Regions from separate parts of the Mus musculus genome. Here regions 2 and 3 are each linked to region 1. Evidence: chromatin contacts called from public HiChIP or PLAC-seq data. All regions are on one chromosome and are shown on one strand. Each heading gives the region's core, a stretch centred on a gene start, on an enhancer-like site or on the middle of the called end of the contact. The rest is flanking DNA. Distances are from core to core; before and after follow the strand shown.

Region 1 (4,940 bases), core at 1,509-4,008:
CAAACTTTAATGAATAAGGTAGACTGAAAATTCCACTTTTCTTTCAAAGAGACTCTGGCTTCCTTTCTTCTTTCTTTCTTTTTAAAAGTGTTTTCTGCTGCTGATTTCTTTGTTTGACTGGAATTGATCCTCTCCCTGGGATAGCCGTGGCTGCAGTTCAACACGCGGAGCGGTTTCTAGTCACATTCTGTCTTTGCAATTCAAGTGTATAATTTTATCAAAGAATGCCATAAAAATATTTGGATTTTTCACTCAAAGCAAGGACACTGCTGCTGGTGTGTGCTATAGTGACCATCCCTAGCTTTAGTCCAGGGTGGAGCACTTCGTCTTCAAATATTCTGTTTTAGCAAACACCAAATCAGCCGTCTATTTACCCAGGCGATTGTAAGCCACCAAAGCTCACTAAAGAGCTGAGCAAGAAGGAGTTAAGTGGGAAAAATGGCAGGGTGCAACCAGTGTTTAGGAAAGGGCCTCCTTTCCAAAACCCAGCAGGAAAAAGCTCAGCCAAATTTGAATTCATTTCCCTCTTTAAAGGCGGGCATTAGCTGGAACCATGGCTCGGTTGGCAAAGTCCTGGCTATACAGTTCAGCTCCTCAGTAAAAGGCCAGGCTCGTCTAAACATCTATAATTCCAGCACTGCAGAAGCAGAGACAGGCTTTCTGGACAGCCAGGCTAGCCATGGAGGGCTCAGGGTCAATGAGTGTGCTGCTGCTGCTGCTGCTGCTGCTGCTGCTGCTGGTGGTGGTGGTGGTGGTGGTGGTGGTGGTGGTGGTGGTTTGATTTGTTTTGATTTGGGGATGTTCTGTTTGTTTATCAAGTTGACACAAACTAGGGTCATCTGGAAAGAGACAACCTGCCTTGAAAAAAATGCTTCCTCTGGATTGGCACATGAACAAGCCTATGGGGGCATTTTCTTGCTATGCAAGGGCCCAGCCCACTGTGTGCAATACCACACTGGCCAGGTGGTCCTGAAGTGTATAAGAAAGCAAGCTGATGAGGCTGGAGAGATGGCTCAGCAGCCAAGGACACTGGCTGCTCTTCCAGAGGACTGGGGTTTGATTCCCAGCACCCATATAATGGCTCCTAGTCATCTATAACTCCAGCCCCAGGGGATCAGGTGCCTTCTGGCTTCCTCGGGCAGGCTGAGTTAGCCATGGAGAGCAAGCCAGTACCAGCATTCCTTCATGGACACTGTCAGGGCCTGCGTCCAAGTTTCCTGCTTGAGTTCCTGCCCCCGACTTTCCTCCATGATGGACTGAAAGCCTTAAGTTGAAATAAACGCTTTCCTCCCTAAGCTGCTTTTGGTCATGGGGTTTATCACAGCAAGAGGAAGCAAAGCAAGCTAAGACAGTGAAAGACCTTGTCTTAAAGAAAATGTGATGGAGAGCCATTGAGACGAATACCCAGCACGGACTTCTGGCCTCCAAAGGCACACACGCACATGTGTACACATGCCTGAATACACAGACCACAATAGCTTTAAGTACCCTGCCATACCTGGAAAGAAAGAGAGAAAAGGGGGGGGGGGAAGAAAGGAAGGAGGGTTGGGGGGGGGGAAAGAAGGAAGGAAGGAAGGAAGGAAGGAAGGAAGGAAGGAAGGAAGGAAGGAAGGAAGGAAGGAGAGAGATGAAGGGGGAAGGAAGGAGAAGAAGGAAAAAAGAGAAGAAAGGAGGAAAGAGGAAAGGAGAGGGAGGGAGGAAGGAGGGAGGGAGGTAAAGAAGGAAGGAAGGAAGGAAGGAAGGAAGGAAGGAAGGAAGGAAAGAAGGCAGGCAGGCAGGCTTAAATTATGTTTGTTCTATTTTAATACTTCAAATACATCTAACATTTTCTTTCTGTTGCCGCTAGAATCAGGAGCAGAAAGCAGCCCTGAGAGGATGGGAGGGGGCGGGGTGATATTAAGTGGCATTCTGGAAGTCTGAGTCACACCTGGCGTTAGTGTGTCACCAGCAAGGGAGGGAAAGAACATGCTTCATGGTGAGCCTTGGACAGCTTTGCCAAGTCACACAGCAAAGGCCGGTGGCCCAGCTCCTGAGCTCTAGGGGATTCAGTCTCCTACCGACCAGAGGGGAGTCGGGCCTGGATCATCAATTAGAAATGAGGAGTAAACAATAGTGAAAAAATGAAAATAGGAAAAAAACAAACAAACAAACAAACAAACAAAGCCAGGCAGCAACCACAACCCAGCGCTAACTTGTGCTCACTCTGCACAGGATATGCTTCTAGTAAAATCAATTATTCTCTGTTATTTGAAACTCAAATTTAATGGGGCATCCTGCATTACATCTGACAACCACAGGCCTGGGATTTTTCTTTTTTTTCTTTTTTGTCTTCAGGAGCAGAGTTCCAGCCCCGTGACTGCCTGCTGTTAGGTAACACACTCCACAAGTGGCAGAAAGACAATGTGCTCATGTTGCCGTCTGTGTCTGAGCAATTCCTTATCCATATTTAAATCTAACCTTTGACACAATCCCAGGGAGATGGACAGCATCCAGCTCACTTCCAAATAAAAACAAGACTCAAAGCCATTATCTGATTTTTCAACTCAACGCACCAGAGAGCTAACCAACTCCAAATTTCCAGGTCCCAAAACCTGCGTTTTTTGCCCCACCACAGTGACCTGCGTAGCCTCACAGCCGCAGGGTTCTCTCTACTGCACAGAGTGTTCATTCCTACACTTTCTCTGTCACGTTTTCTACCACTTCCTGTCCAAAGCTTATTTATTCACTACCCCTTGTCCCTGGCTAACGCTGCCATCAGCCCACAGAGAGAGGACAAAGGGAACCGATTGTGGTGGTTTTCCCTCCCTGGGGCCTTTCTCCTAATCCTGCATTTGAAAGTTCCCTTGGAATGAATTGACACTCAGCTAAAAAGTGAGTGTTCCTGTGACCCTGAGCTTGGTTGGCTCCTGAATCCAGTTAGTGACCCGCCCCCCTCTTCTGTTCTTGGTGTAGAATCAAATTTTTTTTTCTGTTCTTGGTGTAGAGATTTTTATTTTGCTGGACATACAGAATGAGGAATTGGGGGAAGAACCTTAAGAATTTTCAATGCATTTCTGAATTTTAATTATTATTTTTTCTTAATGGCTTAACACAAACCATAAAGCATCCTACTAGGAAGAAATGTAAGAATTAGCACAGAGGCCTGGGAGATTGGCTCAGAGGATGGGAGTGATTGCCTTAAAAAAAGAAAAGAGCCAGGCCTGGTGGTATACCCTTGTAATACTAGCATGGGGAAATGGAGACAGATAAATTTCTGGGGTTCACTGGTCAACTAATCAAGTCTATGGAAAATTCTGGGTCAATGAAAAGACCCTGTCTCAAAAACAACGTAGATAGCACCTGATGAATGAGCGTTGTGCAGAGAGAGAGAGAGAGAGAAATTTTGCTTTGTTTTAACAGATTAGCATCTATTCTTTCAAGATCCTTTCATGTGTCTCTATTAATACACATATTTTAACAAATTTATAAAATCATAAACAAGTGTTTCACTTAATTATTACACCACTTCCTTATCAGTATCCATAGACTTACGTTTTAAATTTTAGGTGGTCATATAATATTCCATTGCATGTATGGATGTACCACAATGTATTGAATTAATAGCCTATTAACATGTAATTTTAGACTTTCCCCCAGAGTTTTCTTATTATAGCCAACACTTGAGCTTCTATATTTCTGGAGAGTAGATTGTGAGGACTGTAACATCTAAAGCTGAATGTGTGTCTCAAGGATGTGAGGGGGGATTGCTGAATGGCTCCCCACAAAGGCTTTGCCTGCCCCTTCCAGTCATTTCTTTTTAACTTTATCTTGGGAATTTCCACTTCTTCTCAAGTATTATAGAAGACACGAATTTTTGTCTCTTGTGTGTGCAGTAAGGATTCTCCAGCCAATGTATCTGTCTTATTTTTTTTGCTTTAATTACGATATTCTGCAAAATTGTTAAACTGTGAGGGAACCTGATGATCCAGTTGTGTATAATTTTTTACCTATCCTGCCCTTCTAGAGACACCTTCCACATGCCAAGAGTATATGTCACTCAAATCCTTTTCTGGTACTCTCATGGTTTTTAGACGTTTATATCCCAGGCTTTGAGATGTCTACCACCCATTGCAGCAGAGCACTAACTTTATATTTTCCAAGTGGCTAGCCATCTGAGTTATCTCTCACTTTCCTATCGACTGGAAATGCCATTTTCATTGCGTGTTCAATGTCTACATACACTTAGGTCTATTTCTAGATGGTGTTATGATTGCTTTGCATTTCTCCCTGGTCCTGAGTCAGGACGATACTTGCTAAAACACTGAGAGTCTTGGACCCCTATACTGGGAAAGGAACCATGGATGGGAGAGAAACTCTTTCACTGTTGGCGTTCCACGAAGCCTCAGAGGCTGGACCCAGCACATTCTAGCTCCAAACCATACGGTCTACTTTCATGTCTGTTTCTGTGATTAAAATACCCTGACAGGAAGCAACCAGGGGACAAAAGGCCTCATCTTTTCAGTTTCAAGTTCTGCCTGGCATGGCAGGAAAGTCGCTGTGGCGGGAGCTTCAAGCAGGCAGGCCCAGCACATCCACAGCCAAGAGCAGCGAGCAATGAATGAACGCATGCTCTTTCTTGCTCGTCTGTTGGTGCCCAGCTGGATTTCTTCACTCTCGCCTAATTCCAGATCTCCTGCCTAGGGAACGGTGCTGGCCTGGGTCTTTTCATATCAATAACTTAATTAAGGCGGTCCCCCCTACAGGCTAAGCCAACATGAGACTCTTGGTAATTCTACATTGTGTCAAGTTGAGAAGGAAAGCTAATGACCACACCCCGAGACTTAAGAATCTATTTTTTTCAGACTTTAGAAGCCAGTGACTTAAGGCTACGGGCACTCAAGTTGGAGGATTATTGCTCTGGGCTTTAACCACCCCAGCCCTTGGGAGCTTTTGTAATCCTT
Region 2 (5,024 bases), core at 1,415-3,914, 280 kb after region 1:
GAGAGAGAGAGAGAGAAACAAGCCAGGACAATGTTCATACAAAGAATAAGCCACTCACTTTGAGGTTGTTCATAATTAACTTTGTAGATTGATTAAGCTTTTTGGCTCTGTGCCAGCTCCTCACCCATCTGTAGGATCGCACCAATTCTCTGGCTTGGGGTAGAAAACACTTGCCTGGAAATATTCAGGACTGTGTTTTCTTCGAGTAGGAGAAAGCAAACCCTTTAAATATACACAGCTATTTTTAACAATGTGTCTTACACAGGAGCATTGATCTCTGAGGGTCTTTCTCCATGGCCTCCACACTGACAGATCTCCAGGGAGATGTTCTCAGAGAGGGCAGATGCAGCCCCTAATGGATGGCTCTCCTCCCGCTTCCATTTCCCCTCCAGGAGGGTCTTCTCCATCTGGAACTTCCTTGTTTCCTTTGTGGATTTAACTCTGTAAGTGCCATTCTGAAGACCAAACTCCCTTTACCTCTGTCATCGAAAGACCTGATCAGATGTCTCAAGACACGAACTGGGAAAACAGTGAAGGTCCAAGAACCTCCAGGCCTTTGCCAAGCCTCGGCCCTCCACTGAGGGTTTCATGCTTTTCATGATGATCGCTTTGAACACCCATGTGCCACAAATTCGGATTCGTTCATTAAGGATCCTCAACTGGGGAATAATCCTAAATTCCTTTAGCTGACTTGGGAAGACCCACCCCAAATGTGGGTGGCAGCTTCTGGTAACTCCCCAGATTTAAAGGAGGAATTGAGGCACAGCAGAAAGATTCTCTTTTTGTTCTCTTGGCTTTCCCCCTTGCCTCTGAGTTGATTCACGCTGCTGTTGCTGCTGCTGCTGCTGTTGCTGCTGCTACTGCTGCTGCTGCTGCTGCTGCTGCTGCTGCTGCTGCTGCTGGTGGTGGTGGTTCCCTGTGATCACTGATTTGTTGATGGAGGACAAGCAGCTCTCCAGAAATCCTCCAGGGGATCCCTCCCAGATGGGGAGTCCTGAGGCAAGGGTTGAGCAGTGATTAGGTTCTCAGTCCCAGTGTACCACAGCTACTGTTATTACTTCGATGAAAACTGATCTAGTAAATTATATATAGAGAGATATATACATATACGTATACATATACACATACATGTATATTCATCCTTTTGGCTCTGTTCTTCTAGAGAAACTTTCATCAGCTGTCTCCCAGGAAAATACCGTCATCTTCTCACCTGTATCCAGGTACTCGTGAAACAATACCAGCCCAGCCTCCACTTGAGTGTGTGTAGGGGGGAGGGGTGCTGGAGAGTAAACCCAGGGCCTCACAATAGTACATGAGTACTCTACCTTTGAGTTATCTTTCCAGCATCTTTTTACTGCTATCTTAAGACAGGGGAGCCCCTACATTACCCAGTCTGGCTTTGAACTCACTTTGGAGTCCAAGCTGGCTTTGAAATTACAATCTTTCTGCCTCATCTTTCTGAATAACCTTCTGGAACCAGAAGCCTGTACTACCAAGACAAGTCATCCCTCCCGATCCAGGGTTTGTGTGTCCCTTTGCAGTTTGTAACAGAGGTCTGTGGAACCCTGCAGGCTGTGATGTTCAAGTAGCACCACACATTTTTTCAGAGCATAAATAAGTCACTGCATCCTCATTTTACAGATGACTAAATAAATAAATAAATAAATAAAGACCCAAAGGTGCTGAGTGGATAGAGGTCCCATACAAGGTCATCCAGATGAGTCCACAGGACCAACACTTGAACTTAGCACAGATGATTCTGAACTGAACATTCCCACGGGGACTGACTGGATCGCTGGATTCCATGCTCCAACTCCTCTGTAAGCGCCAAGTCCCTCCTGCTCCTCCCTCCCCTTGCTCTCTCCCCCTTATTCCCTTCCTTTCTGGTTGCCTCATGATTCAGCAAAGATGAAACAAGAGGTCCAAAGGCCAATCCTCCTAGCTGATGTCACAGGATTTGTCGGGGCCCCAGTTAAATGTCAGTTTTCTGTGTCAATCATCTGTGCCACCCACACATGTGAAATAGGAAGACAGCTTCACACTGAAACACTGCCGATTTCAGCAGCGCTTCTGGATCCTTTGGCTAAGACCAAGTGTGATGGTACAACTGAGGAGCCAGGATGGTGCACACCTGTAATTCCTGCTACCCAAGAGGCTGAGGCAGAGGGATTGCAAGTTTGAGGTCTGCCTGATCTACACAGTAAGGTCAAAGCCATTTGTATCTCATTAGGTATCCCAGACCTTGCTTCAACAATAATAATTAATAGTAATAACAATAACAACTTTCAATGAAGTCCCATGAGGACCTGACCTGCCACCCCAGCTTCCCCGGGGAATTATTGACATTTGTCTTTTGTACATATTTTCAAATATTTTTATACACTTATAGATACAAGCAGATAAAGGCACAGATAGAGACGAGCACCATGGGCTCTGTTGGCTTCTGCTTCACATCCCTGGTTTCAGATTCCACATACATTTTATAACTTGCTTTACAAACTATTTCAAACCAATGTGGGATATTGACAAGAGTCTGGGGAGGTGGGTACACTGTTGGAGTACAAATGGGGTGTGGCTTTGAGCACTGTTTCTGTCTGGCATTTCCCTTAGAGACCAGTGTTCTGTGCTTATATTGTCATTAGCAGTGAGACTGGCATCCAGGATGTGGTCAGGCTCGGGAGGGTAGTATGGAGAGAGTAGGAACCATGCACTTACTCGCAGACTTGGGGTGACCTGGACTCCCTCCAGACAGCCAAGCAGCAATGTCTACATAAGCTCCTGGCCCTAGGCCTTCCATCAGCTGGCCTTGTTCCCAGGGGACACTGATCCCTCTGGAATGGTAGGACCTTTTGTGGGAAGATCAGATGGTTCTGAAGAGACCACACATGAAGCTCATTTAGGGAGTTCTCCATGCAACTTGAGTCTCTGTCCTGTGTCACAACATTCAGGTGACTCACTAAGGTCAGGACATGCAGGCACATATCCTGTCTAATTCCCTCAAAGGGGGGGGATCCTCCATCCTGCTCTACCTAAGGAATGCCTTCTGGTCCCTGGGCTCAAGCTGGTGGCAGCATCCCCAGCTGACCAAACCCTGCACAGGGTCTCTGACTTAACACCACACTGGCTCCAAGATTCTGCCCTTGCAGAGGACTGCAGTCACAGTACTCAGTCCTATGCCCTGTATCCTATATCACCACTGGGAGAATCACAGCAGGACCACGGGCCAGACCACATGGCAGTTTCACCAGGCACGTACTTCACCCGGGAGCAGCAGCAGCTGTTTAAAAGCTGGTTTATGAACTTGCAGGCATTCTGTGACCAAGATTGGAAAGCAGACGTGACGGCTGCCCTTGCTTCCCGTAACTGCGACAGGCCTTTTTTGAAAGGGCAGGCAAAGATAAAAAAAAAAAAAAAAAAAAAAAAATCCATGAAAGTCATAAAGCCAGTTTATGTAGAAGGAATGACAGCCTATAAAATCAAACATAAATAAACAACTCAAAACCATTGGGAAGCTAGCAGCCTGGAGCTTCTCTAACTCAGGGAACATTTAAGTCATGTTTGGAGGACAAAAGGGGCCCTAGGGAACTCCTTCCTGGTCTTTCAGGAACCAGGGCTAAGTTGGAGACAGAGCCTCAGCCCATCCTGATCCCTTACATCCATAGGCCAGATAGAACCTGAAGCCCATAGGAGGTTCTCTGTGAAAAGCACCCAGATCTGCAATATCCCTGCAAATGTTTCCTATTTTTAATAACATAGTATCAATTTGCAAACAGAGTAATGATCTCTGCTACTTTTCAGGAAATTATGTTTAATATCATTTACTAGAGCTAAGGAAGAACAATTTAATTGAAAGAGCCGCCCTGAACCATATTTAACCTCACATGTACTAAATGGAGTGTCTCAGAGATAAGTTATGGTTTTTAATTTAACGTAAACTATTCTGTGCATAAGCAGTGTGTTTTTGCCACACTAATAATGACTGGTTTGGGTTTATGAAGTTCATTTTTGGGGGTTTTGCTTTTTGGGTTTTTTTTTTCTTTCTTTCCTGATTGACTCTTTGAGGAAAAATCAAAGCTCCTGGTAGGTTAAGTGTGATCTGGGGATTGGGTTTTTTTTGTTTTGGTTTGATTTTTTTTTTGTTTTTTTGTTTTTTGTTTTTCAACACAAAATCCCAGGAAAGGGATCTACAGCCTAGCAGCTTAGCAGCCTTGCGGCCTCAGGACTTTAGTACCCCTAATGTGAGCTCTTTAATGCTAGGTAAAAGCCCAAGTTTCTAAGAAGTGCCCATATTTCACTGGCAGGGCTGATCCCTCGCCAGGCTGGCTCCTCCACGCCTGATTAATGGATGCCAACCACTGTACCGGCACTTTCAATGAACTTTAGTGCTCACTAAGATTAATAGCTGGATGAGAAATATTGAAACTTTATTATTCATATAATTCATTTGAAGGGATAATCCCAGGAAAATGTAGTGTGTGGCTGGAGTTAGTCACTTGACAATAATCGATGGCAATCCAGCCAGAGGGACAGGTACGGCATCTCCCAGCTGGGCTACCTACAATGAAGGCTTGGGTAGGGGCTGAAGGATGAGTGTGGTGTTGAAACAGGCGCTTGCTCGCCCACTGGAGATGTAGAAACGCTTACTTTCAGGGCTTCTTTTCCCCATCCCCCACTTTGCAGGTCCACAGGTGGCTAGCCTGTTGCTGTTCTGGTTTTTTGTTTGTTTGTTTGTTTGTTTGTTTGTTTGTTTTGGTTGGTTGGTTGGTTGGTTTATTCATCTTTTCTTTTGCTTTTTCACTCATTTGCTTCTCAGTGTGGAAATTCAACGCTTTCAGGCCAACAGGGCATCCGCTTCTTCTGGTCGCTCTTTGAGACTATCTTTCCCAGCTGTTTGGCTCTATAGTTCAGATAGGACTCTTTCAGAAAGAGCATGGAGCCAGGAATTAATCGTTAAGATGACTGCATGCTTAGCTCAGAAATAAATACACGGGATCTGGAGAGACGGCTCAGCAGTTAAAAGCACT
Region 3 (4,863 bases), core at 2,217-4,716, 300 kb after region 1:
GGCTGTCCTGGAACTCACTCTGTAGACCAGCTGGCCTCATACTCAGAAATCTGCCTGCCTCTGCTTCCCAAGTGCTGGGATTAAAAGCATGTGCCACCTCTGCCTGGCTCTTTTTTAGGGTTTTCCTGTCCTACACCACTTCCTTGATCCTGAGTTTTATCATTAAGATATAAACAGCCATTGGATGGGACATAGGCAAATGACTGAAGGGGACTTTGCTTCCTGTCTCCAAGTCCTCCACCAAAGCCCATTGCCCCGCACTGCTAGTCTTGCTTGCCTCTCCAGAATACAGTAAGAATCAAGGCTGTAAGTAATGGGGGTTTATTTGCAAGTGTTATTGTGTTTCCCTGAGCAGAACTGTTCCTTATTAACAAATGGAACTTATGGAAAACTCTTTGAGAACCCTCAGGAGCAGGCAGGGTTGGACAGTCTGTTCCCAGCCACCAGTGGTGACAGATAAAAGAAAGAAAATGGCTCCCTGTCAGCCCAGCAGCCCTCCCAAGGAGACTTCTTTTGAGAAGTGGGGGTTTCATCCATTCACAAGAACCGAAAGGCTGTGACCACTTTACACCCCAGCCATCCAGTGGGAGCTGCTTCAACCTTCACGTCAGGCAAGTGACTGAGCCACTCTCAGAATGGAGCCTTCCCTGGCTGATAATTCTAGACGTGACAGGGTAGAGGAGGTTGCCAATCCTCATGATTCTTTTTTATCATTTTTAATATTTATTTAATTAACTAATTAGTTTCTTGAAATAATGTCATCACCACCACCACCATGTCTGGCTCTAAAGATTTCTTTCTTCATTTTTAAAAATATGTATGTATTTGGGTAAATGGTCACATGTGCCACTATATATGTGGAAGTCAGAAGATAACCTATGGATGAGTTGGTTCTCTCCTACTGTGTGGGTCCCAGGGATGGAATTCAAGTCATTAGGGTTTTACTGCTGTGAACAGACACCATGACCAAAGCAACTCTTTAATTTATTTGTTATTATATGTAATAAGTACACTGTAACTGTCTTCATAAACACCAGAAGAGGGCATCAGATCTCCTTATGGATGGTTGCAAGCCACCATGTGGTTGCTGGGATTTGAACTCAAGACCTTCGGAAGAATAGTCAGTGCTCTTAACCACTGAGCCATCTCTCCAGCCCCCAAAGCAACTCTTATACAGACAACATTTAACTGGGAGCTGGCTTACAGGTTCAGAGGTTCAGGCCATTTCATCAAGGCAGGAGCATGGCAGCATCCAGGCAGGCGTGATACAGGAGAAGCTGAGAGTTTAACATCATCAGAAGACTGCTAGGAGAATACTGGCTTCCAGGCAGCTAGGATGAGAGTCTTAAAGCCTATATCCACAATGACACACCTACTCCAACAAGGCCACACCTCCAAATAGTGCCATTTCCTGGGCCAAGCATATACAAACCATCGAAGGGAGCAAGTGCCTTTATCTTCTGAGCCACCTCAGAGATCCCCAAAATTCTTGGAACTTGCTCTGTAGACTACGCTGGCCTTGAACCCACAGAGATCTGACTGTCTCGACCTCCCAAGTGCTGAGATTAAAGATGTGTGCCACCAGCCGGGTGTTGTTGCGCATGCCTTTAATCCCAGCACTTGGCACATATACCTCCTTGCAGACAAAACCCATACACATGAAATAAAAATATAAATCTGTTTTAAACATTCTGGAGTTAGATATTTGCCTGAGGTGGCGAGGCGGAGGTCATCACTGAACAAGCTTATAAAATACGTTATAAACCATTGAAATAGAGAACGCTTTAACAAGGAGACGTTGCCGGGTTGTGTTGACAACATGCCTTTATTCTCAGCAGCACACTGGAGGCAGAGGAGGATGAATCTCTGACTTCAAGGCAGCCTGATCTACACAGAGAGCTCCAGGACAGTCAGAGCTAGAGAGAGAGAGACCCTGTCTCAACAGAGCAAAAGAATCTAGACACTTACATAAACGAGGTAGATTCAGTACTTAATTGGTGGGGAGTATAACCTTAGGTGGAAAAATACAACTAGCCTGAGGCAGCCTGATAGAGTAGGAGAGAAAGGATCAGAGGAGATTAGAAAAACAGATATGCAGAGCTCCCTGCCCCTCCTCAGGGTAATTGCTTCCCATCGGCCAGTAGGCAGCCAGCTTGGAAAGACAACAGTGTATGGAACAGCTATGGAGTAGATCTTGGATGGAACCAGGGCTACTGGCAAGGTACAAATGAGTAGGAGTGGGCTTTCTAGCAACTAGCACAGAGAGAAATCTGCCAGGTCCTGGAATGCTCCTGGTGGGTTTCAGGAATGCTAAAGAAGAGGAATGGACACCGTATCACGCTCTGGCTGGAGCCATGAGGAAGATGTGGCTCTCCCCTGCAGCCCACCACTTCCTACTCTCACCACATGGGCCAGGGTCCCTTCACAAGTGGGGTCAGTACCGCACAATCATGGAACGTGAAAGAAGGCCGTGGCCTTGTTAAATGACTGCCACCGTCAGGAGTTCAGCTGTGTCCACCTGCAGAAGAAAATGCACATGCCTGTCAGCAGTGGTACATACCTTTAATCCCAGCCCTTGGGAGACAGGCATTCGGATATCTGAGTTCAAGGCCACCCTGACTCACATAGTAAGTTCTAGAACTATATAATAAGTTCTAGAGCTATATAACGGGACCCAATCTTAAAAACAAGCAGACAAAACAAAAACAAAAAAAGAAAGAAGAAAGGAAAGTTTTCTTTTTGAGGTGGGGTTATCTTATGCTGCCAAAGCTGACCTCTAACAACAGATCACCCTGCCTTGGCCACCTGGAGAAGATGTGCAATAGAACTCACTAAAATGGGAATCATGTCAAATCTAGATTTCATAGGAATATTGTAAGGGTGGGGCAGTGACGGCACAGGCCTTTAATCCCAGCACTTGGGAGGCAGAGGCAGGTGAATTTCTGAGTTTGAGGCCAGCCTGGTCTACAGAGTGAGTTCCAGGACAGCCAGTACTACACAGAGAAACCCTGTCTCAAAAAACAAACAAACAAAACAAAAGGAATATCGTAAGGATTAAATGCAATAATGTTTGGCAAGGGCACCATGCTATTATTAGCTGCAGTATACTATGATAATGCTGAAAGGTTTAAATCTCTCCTTTTTACTATTTTTATCTATGTTTAATTACATGCATGTGCATGCATGCACACCATGTGTGTAGCAGTACCCACAGATGCCAAAAGAGAGTATCAGATCTCCCAGAAGAAGAGTTAAAGGGAACCCTGAGTTGCCTAATCTGGGTGCTAGGATCTAAACCTGAGTCCTCTGCAGGAGTAGAAAGCAGTCTTCACTGGTGAGCCATTTCTCCAGCCTCCCCTTCCTTTCTGTTTTGAGATAGGATCTTGCGTGCATCCAGGTTGGCCTCAAACTCACTACGCAGCCAATCATCCTGTCTCCACCTCCCAAGTGCTTGGATTACAGGTGCGCACCATCGTATCCAGTTCACGTGGCACTGGCTGTTGAACCCCAGGCTCTATGCTTTCTGAGCAAACCCCTTCCTACTGAACTACATCGCCAGTCCCTCCCATGCTCTCATTTATTTGCTCAGTTTTAGATTTGTTTGTTTAGTTATTTATTATTGTAGCTATATACGCATGCGGGGGGGGGGTGCGCAGCAATATGCAAAGGCTCACACAGGAAGGCAGCGCAGGCGAGGGCACCCATGCGGAAGTCAGAGGTAACTCTGGAGTCAGTTCTTTCCTTCCACATCCACGTGGGTGCTGGGGATTGAATTTAGGCCACTAGGCTTGGGCAGCACATGTTTTCATACGCCGAGTCTCACGGCTACCTTATGTTTACAGAGAAACAGAGGGAGACTCCGGGAAGGACACAAAACTCGTGGTTAAAAACAAAGGGTGAGTCAGGAGACGATCCCCTAGTTTGCAGTCTGAGTGCCCCAGGAAAATCCTCTGCAGTGGCTCCCGTATTTATAAATTTTGCCTTGGACAGTCCGGTCTTGTTAAGGATGAGATGAGAACAAAGACCTCAAAGCCGAGTTCTGCTATGCATACAGCAGGTGTTAAGAAGTGCCCCTGTATGCACTTGTGAGTTATTATTGCCTAATGGACCAGTAGCTCTTCAAGGGCTAAGTCTGATCCCCATTTCTCTTTGTCTTGCCAGTGCCTGGCACAGGAGCCTGGTATAAATAAAGCGTTTAATAAATATTTTATATGTATTAATAATTAACACCTGTGGCTATTTATAAATATCTCTGTGGGAAAAGCCCAGTTGGGATTGTGGCCTGTATCAAAAGTTAAATTCTCAGCTCATTTACCAAAGGCTGTGTCAACACAGGGTTACAATCTGCCCAAGAAGCTTAGAATGATACAATAGCGTCAATATTGTCCATTTAAGGTAAGCGTTTTAAACAAGTCCTGTTTTCATTTCAGGTGGGCAGAGCGTGGTGAGAGTCAAGTTCTAACACATGGTGCCTGTGCATACGACCATATTTGGAAAGAGGGTCCTTACAGCAGTGACCAATTTTAGGTGAGGTAATTTTGGATTAGGAGGGATCCTCAAATTAGAAATGGTGTCCATCTAAGGGGAGAAAAACACAAAAACCCAGCTAGTCACGTGATGACTCAGGCAGCTACAGGAACAGTGTGCCCACTAAATGCGGGAATACCAAGGAGTGGGAAGAGTCTCCCCTCTACCTTCAGAAGGAGAGACAGAGAGACAGAGACCTCTAACAGTGTTTCATGTTTCTGGAATTGGGGGATAATACAAATCTGTCATTTTAAGTCCCTGGATAACTCGTTAACCAGGAATATATGGAAGGGAATGTACACATGGGCCCTACTGCTGGACCATACTGGGAGTTCC

The links. HiChIP or PLAC-seq counts read pairs in DNA pulled down with a chosen protein or histone mark.
Region 2: an HNF4G HiChIP or PLAC-seq map of pancreatic cancer cells shows a contact between it and region 1. The contact joins two enhancer-like sites. A contact is called at or near these places in 2 of 115 datasets of contacts at active chromatin or transcription factors (embryonic stem cells and pancreatic cancer cells) and 1 of 9 other capture datasets (embryonic stem cells).
Region 3: a FOXA1 HiChIP or PLAC-seq map of pancreatic cancer cells shows a contact between it and region 1. The contact joins two enhancer-like sites. A contact is called at or near these places in 1 of 484 Hi-C or Micro-C datasets (cortical neurons), 3 of 115 datasets of contacts at active chromatin or transcription factors (embryonic forebrain, embryonic stem cells and pancreatic cancer cells) and 1 of 9 other capture datasets (pancreatic islet).

Annotation. Positions count from the first base shown.
Region 1 is chr7:133,435,824-133,440,763 of GRCm38.p6, reverse strand. No RefSeq gene overlaps it. Among named protein-coding and RNA genes, the nearest start is that of Tex36, 160 kb to the left of the region's middle. Within about 2 kb of position 2,758, at least 27 of the 459 cell types and tissues checked have an H3K27ac peak or open chromatin away from gene starts, as enhancers often do. A contact at or near this core is called in pancreatic cancer cells, where this site is marked.
Region 2 is chr7:133,160,046-133,165,069 of GRCm38.p6, reverse strand. No RefSeq gene overlaps it. Among named protein-coding and RNA genes, the nearest start is that of 4930483O08Rik, 34 kb to the right of the region's middle. Within about 2 kb of position 2,664, at least 30 of the 459 cell types and tissues checked have an H3K27ac peak or open chromatin away from gene starts, as enhancers often do. A contact at or near this core is called in pancreatic cancer cells, where this site is marked.
Region 3 is chr7:133,139,399-133,144,261 of GRCm38.p6, reverse strand. It overlaps 4930483O08Rik (RIKEN cDNA 4930483O08 gene), which reads right to left. Exons shown (of 3, transcript NR_046279.1): 3 at 1,805-2,518. Among named protein-coding and RNA genes, the nearest start is that of 4930483O08Rik, 14 kb to the right of the region's middle. Within about 2 kb of position 3,466, at least 5 of the 459 cell types and tissues checked have an H3K27ac peak or open chromatin away from gene starts, as enhancers often do. A contact at or near this core is called in pancreatic cancer cells, where this site is marked.